Linked DNA regions of Bos taurus: region 2 is linked to region 1. A link is a contact called in public Hi-C data. All regions are on one chromosome and are shown on one strand. Each heading gives the region's core, a stretch centred on a gene start, on an enhancer-like site or on the middle of the called end of the contact. The rest is flanking DNA. Distances are from core to core; before and after follow the strand shown. Region 1 has its middle 190 kb from the start of LPP. Region 2 has its middle 150 kb from the start of BCL6.

The links. Hi-C and Micro-C count contacts between places; a contact is called where the count stands out from the background.
Region 2: a Hi-C map of liver shows a contact between it and region 1, with 1.6 times the contacts expected there. The contact joins two enhancer-like sites. A contact is called at or near these places in 2 of 11 Hi-C or Micro-C datasets (liver and skeletal muscle).

Annotation. Positions count from the first base shown.
Region 1 is chr1:79,325,149-79,328,274 of ARS-UCD2.0, forward strand. No RefSeq gene overlaps it. Among named protein-coding and RNA genes, the nearest start is that of LPP, 190 kb to the left of the region's middle. Within about 2 kb of position 1,458, at least 31 of the 102 cell types and tissues checked have an H3K27ac peak or open chromatin away from gene starts, as enhancers often do. A contact at or near this core is called in liver and skeletal muscle, where this site is marked.
Region 2 is chr1:79,446,614-79,449,739 of ARS-UCD2.0, forward strand. No RefSeq gene overlaps it. Among named protein-coding and RNA genes, the nearest start is that of BCL6, 150 kb to the right of the region's middle. Within about 2 kb of position 1,633, at least 29 of the 102 cell types and tissues checked have an H3K27ac peak or open chromatin away from gene starts, as enhancers often do. A contact at or near this core is called in liver and skeletal muscle, where this site is marked.

The sequences.
Region 1 (3,126 bases), core at 208-2,707:
AGGTCTTGACTTGAACACAACATTTCAAGGAGATGGTTACCAAACACCAATCAACACTTTTTTATCTTTTACTTTCTTTCTTCAAAGCTTGTATAACTCTCTAACATATTCTGTATTTTGCTTTTAGCTCAGTTACTTTCTGAGTGCCTCAATTAGAATGGAAGTTTTAGGAAGGCAGAGCTTTTGTTTGTTTTGATCACTACTGAACATACCTCCAAGAGAGTGTGGTCCATAAATTTCTGGTCAATGAATAAGGGAGAGAATGAAATTCTTTCTGGTGCTGAGAAAACATATGCATATATATATATATTTTAAATTAAATACATCATTAATTAATACTTTGTTCTTGTTCAGTCACTACATCGTATCCAACTCTTTGCGACCCCATGGACTGTAGCACAACAGGTTTCCCTGTACTTCACCATCTCCTGAAGTTTGCTTTAACTCATGTCCATTGAGTCAGTGATACCATCCAACCATCTTATCCTCTGTTTCCCCTTCTCCTCCTGCCCTCAATCTTTCCCAGCATCAGGGTCTTTTCAAATGAGCCAGCTGTTCACATCAGGTGGCCAGAGTTGTGGAGCTTCAGCTTCAGCATCAGTCCTTCCAATGAATATTCAGAGTTGATTTCCTTTAAGATTAACTTGTTTGATCTCCTTGTAGTCCAAGGGACTCTCAAGAGTCTTCTCTAGCATCACAATTCAAAAGCATCAATATATTTAAAACAAATTAGTTTATTTATTTATTTACTTATTAAACATCTGCAACCTTGAAAAGAACCTTGGACTGGAGACTGAAGAGTTGGTCACAGTTCTGGCATCTTTAAAACAGATTCAATGGGGAAGAAGCTTTTCATTTCCCTGCCTTGGTATCTGCTCTTATAAAATAGGTATAATATTCCCTTTGTACCTTACAGGATTATCATGAGAATCAAATAGATTATTGGACAAGAGCAAAAACTAAAAGGCAAATCACACACACACTCAAACTTCTACAGGGATAGAAGAGTTATATTAATGTTTAGTTATCACATAATGAAAGAATTCAGAATGTGATCTTCCTTATCCTAATGGTGATAGAAGCACATACTATGACAATAGAGCTGGGTATTCTGGAGGACTTAATCTTCACATGATACTGTGAGGCTGTTTGAGGAACTTATCTTATGAAACCCAAGTGTTATTTGGGAGCTTATCAGGAATGTTTTATGAGAGGAAAGGAGAGCAGAGCCTAGCTGTGTCATGGAATATTCCTTCCTTTCTTCCATTACCCTAAGCCCTGTGCTGTTGCATTTCTTGCTGTGTATTATTGACAGAGGAAATGCTGATTCATGGGTCTGAGTTACAGGAAACTTTGTTTCCTGGTGAAGAAACAAGCCTGGCGGTGCTGCCAGCACCCTCCTCTGCCAATTTCTGCCACGGGCCCTTCTCCCAGGCCTACACCGGACTGACGGACAAGGGACAGAGCCAATTTGTGCTTAAGCAATGAAGTCACTTTCCCTTGCCAGTGAGGTTAGCACCATGCCTCTCTAGACCCTTCAGCTCTGACCCCAGGATACCTTTCCAGTTCGGCTCCCCCCCACCCTCCCTCCTCACATGCTGAGCTGTGGCCACACATGACTACTCCGGGTCCTTTGCAAACACCATGTATTTTCCAGTCTCAATGCTTTGGCTCAGGATGTGCCCTGCCTGGAATGGCCCCTGACCCAGTGTCGGCTCACTGAAATCCTACCCATGCTTCCATCCCGCTCAATGGTGACCTGTAATGTGACACCTGCTAGCTTTCTTTGTCTTTGTTTTTATTCTTCTTAGGAGGATATTTTCTAATATGCAGGTAAGTGGACAGAGCTGTGTGGTGACATTCTGTGTACCCATCTCCCAGCTTCAACAATGACCTGGTTTCTTTTAAATAGTTCTTGATCCCTCCTTCTTTGAGATCTTTTAGTAGATTTTATGTTCTGTGCTTAATCCATATTTGCTAAATTGAAGGAGAAGAAAGTGAATCTGTGGACTTAGAATGCTCTGTTTAACCACCTACCACAAAGGGGAAACTGAGGCCCAGAGAAGTGAGGTTAGTCACTCAATGTCATAAGATAGGGAGCAGCAAGCTGAGGCCAGAGTCTTCTGAAGGACCTCATAGTCTAATTGAAAGATGTACATACTATAGTATCTCAAGTAGCATAACAAGTACATGCTACAGGATCTTGGGCACTGTAGGAGTTCAGGTTAAGTGATTAGTAAGTATGTGTTGAATGAATAAATTAGTCTTCTATCCAATTGATTAATAAGATGACCTCTTAAGCTTTGCATGGAGCAGCCCCTCTCCATGCTATAATCTGATGTCAGCATGCTGAAGGTGTTGGAGATATCTGTCTTAAATGGAGAGAAGAGCCATCTAATGCTAAAGAACACTAAGAATCTGTGAAAAGTTTAAATTTATAAATATTCTAAAACAAATTCTGTATTATTACTACACGGATTAGAGAGTAGGTATTCTGTGTCTGAGGAAACTAAATGATCCTCGGTTAGCTTGGACTAGAAAGGAGGAAGAGAAATTAAGAAAGTCTTAGGTTTTGTGACTTGGAGTGTTTGTGCCTTTGGTAATTTGAGAAAAAGGCAGGAAGAGAAAGTGTGGAAAGATAAAGCAAGTACTAAAAAGCCAATTGGGGAATAATGGCACTTTTTCTTCTTGATCCAGACTGAGCTCAAACCTGGATTTTGGAAGAACAGCAAGAGTTCATCTGGATGTCCTGCTGAGGCACCCTGATTTTACCATGTCAAAATGGAAGGAAGCATCTGGTCATCAGCCAAGAAGCCGTTGCCACTGGGGTGGAAAATAGAAAATGTGTATAGATTTTCCTCATAAAATTAAATTAAAATGCAATTTGAGATCCTTTCCTTGAAAATAATCTTTTGAATCAAATTCTTTCTAAAGGTCATGTATAATCAGTGCATAATTCCTGCTTTTCCTTCTTGGTAAGGCAAATTGAGGGTGGGGGAAGGACAGAGGAGCCTGGTGGGCTACAGTCCATGGGGTCTCAAAGAGGTGGACACGACAGAGCAACTAACAAGGAACACAAGGTTACTGGGGTCCAGTGAGTGTTGGAGCTGGTGGGGGTGGGTCATA
Region 2 (3,126 bases), core at 383-2,882, 120 kb after region 1:
GCCCAGATCACAACTTACAAACTCAATTTCTTTTTTTTTAATTGAAGTATACTTGATCTGCAGCATTGTGCCAGCCTCTGCTTTACAGCAAAGTGACTCAGTTATACATATATACACATTCTTTTTCAATATTCTTTTCCATTGTGGTTTATCACAGGATATGGAATATAGTTCCCTATGCTATATAATGGGAACCTTTACTATTTATCCATTCTAAATGTAATAGCTGGCATCCTGTGTGTGTGTTCATGCTTAGTCATGTCTGACTCTGAGACCCTGTGGACTGTAGCTCGCCAGCCTCCTCTGTCCGTTTCATGCTTAGTCATGTCTGACTCTGAGACCCTGTGGACTGTAGCTTGCCAGCCTCCTCTGTCCGTGGGACTCTCCAGGCAAGGATACTAGAGTGGGTTGCCATTTCCTACTCAAGGGGATCTTCCCAACCCAGGGATCAAACCTGTGTCTCCTGTATTTGCAGGGGGATTCTTCTACCACTGAGTCACCTGGGAAGCCCAATTCGCATCTACCAACCCAGCAACCTGAAACTCCCAGTTCGTCCCTCTCCATCCTCCTCTCCCCTTGGCAAACACAAGGCTGTTCCATGTCTATGCACACTCAATTTCTTGTGTGAAAGCCTTGGCAAGCTCAGGTTTTCTATATGACTTAATTATCTGGGAACATCTTTATCTTGCCTCTGGCTTAGCTGGAAGTTGACGGATTCTGGATAGAAATCAAAGACCCTTTCCCATCCAATTAGCCCTCAATAAAACTATTGTTGAAAAAGAAACATTAATGCATCTATTAAGTCACTCTTGATTTAATTAATTTTATTTGCTTATTTATTTTCAACTATTTCACCTCGTGCAGAGTACCATAATATCTCCTGGAGTTAGCAGACATGAGGAGAGTGTCCTGTCTTCAACAGCCAAGAATTTCCCATTCCCTAGAAAAGAGGTGAGAGGAGCAGGGAGCCAAATGTGGCTTGAGAATGGAAGCCCAGGCCCAGATTTCGCAGGACTGAGGGTACTGTGCAAGAGACTATTGAAATCCTGCTTATGAAAACGACCTGGTTTAAACCCTGCCTCAAGCAAATGGTTATTGGTGAGAGTTCTTGGGTTTCAGGAGTTAAAAGAAACAAAGTATATGAAACACTTGGCATGCAGACAGCATTCAGAAGAGTGCACTCTTGTTATTAGGCTGTATGTTTTTATTATCATTTAATCCTAACATTGAAGTATGAATAATGACTTCCTGTTTACAAATCACTTTGGTATTTTTCATCTCATTTAACTATCAAAAATCTCACCATTCAGGCCATCTGATTTTGCCCCCCTCCTCCAGTTTTACAGATTAGCACACTGGTATTCAGGGAGGTTAAGCGACTTACCTGGGATCTCCTGGCTGATAATTGGCAGAACTGGGATGTGGAACCAGGGTCCATCCCCAAAACCGCCCTTTTCCACCCTACTGTGTTGTTTCCTAAATTGCCAAGTGACCTTGTGTAAGCATTCTATGTCCTGTCCCCCAATCTGGGCTTCGATTTCTACATCTGCAAAGTGAGAGGGATTAAATCATGCCTGAGGTCCCCTCCAGGTCCCAGTGTCTCTGATTAAAAGCGTATGTTCAGGAATGGATCCTGTTTGCTGCTAAACTCCGAGACACACAAGGAGCCTGGGCTTGGGGAGCTGGAGGCTGGAGCTGCGCCTAAACACAGGCTGGCTTGGCGTTCAGCTCTGTATCTGGCTGCCAAAAGGCCAGAATTCTCTAGAGAACTGGAGTTCAATCTGGCCAACTTGTGATGGCCTTAAGTTATCCTCTGACCTCGAACTTCTGATTATCTGAAGCTTATTTTTATAAAGGCTTAGGAATAGCCAGTCTGTCTCTCTGGAGACCTGCTTCCTTTCTTACTTCCATTATGCACTTCCAACAACGGGGAGTGGGAACTAGGAGTCAGGCAATCTGTCGGTAATTTTTGCCTCTGCTGCTGCCATTCTTGTAATTCTGGGCAAGTCACATCCAAAGCAGGATTATAAAAAAGAGTTCCCCCTGTAGTAGAGCACATGGAACTCTCTCAATGTTATGTGCCAGCCTGGTGTGGGAGGGAGGTTTGGGGGAGAATGGACACATGTATATGTATGGCTGAGTCCCTTCACTGTTCACCTGAAGCTATCACAAACAACGTTGTTAACTGGCTATACCCCAACACAAAATGTTTTTGGTGTTAAAAAAATAAAAATTAAATTTAAAAAATAAAAGAGTTCCCCTAGTCGGAGGGTTAGTGAAGCCATGTGGCTTTCTCTTGGGGAGGAAATGAAAGACCTAAGTTATATGAAACTTATCGATTTGCTAATAATAATGTCTAATATTCAAAGCTGGTCTACTTCAGTTCCTTAAAAAAAAAAAAATTAGCTTTCCTACTGTACTACAAAGGAAATAGGCAAGGAAAATGCTTTCTGTGTCTGTCCCCAAGAGCAGTCATAGGGTTCAAAGGTAATATCAGGTTTAAAGCATAATTCTCTTTCCTTCTGCATACCTCCTTCCCCATTTTTGATGGAATGTGAAGTGACTCAGGAAGTAAGTCTCTCAGAGCCATGCTGGAAGGAGTCTGTCTGCACCTTGACCCAGTGTTGCTTCTCCTGGGTCAAGCATCTTGCTTTGAATCTCACCCCTCATCTGGTTTCATTCTGCAGAGATTTGGGCAGGACATCCACCTGCTCCCAGGAGAAGGGCCTTCACACTCCACAAGGTTGGGAGTCCGCGTAAATTCAGGCTGAGGGCCCTCTACAACCAGCCTCTCTGCCCTCTAAGTTAAGGAGTTGGTTTTGGTTTCATTTTACCAAAGACAAGGAAGAAAGAGCCATTTGATCTTTGCTCCACTTCCAGGGTAGAGTCTGCTTACAGCCCTCTCCCACAGCCCTCTGCGTGCTGCCAGCATCCCAAGGGAATAGAGAAAAGGGTGATTGCAAGAGCCTTGGGACAGCAGTTTCACAATTCGCCATGGGGCCACAGGGCTGCTTGAAAGGGATGGCTGTAGCCATGTGTGGCAGTAGGTAGAATGATGACCTGGACTTGGTCACTGCTCGCCACCAACGCACAGTGTCACCTTAGGCAAGCTACCAAACCTCTGTA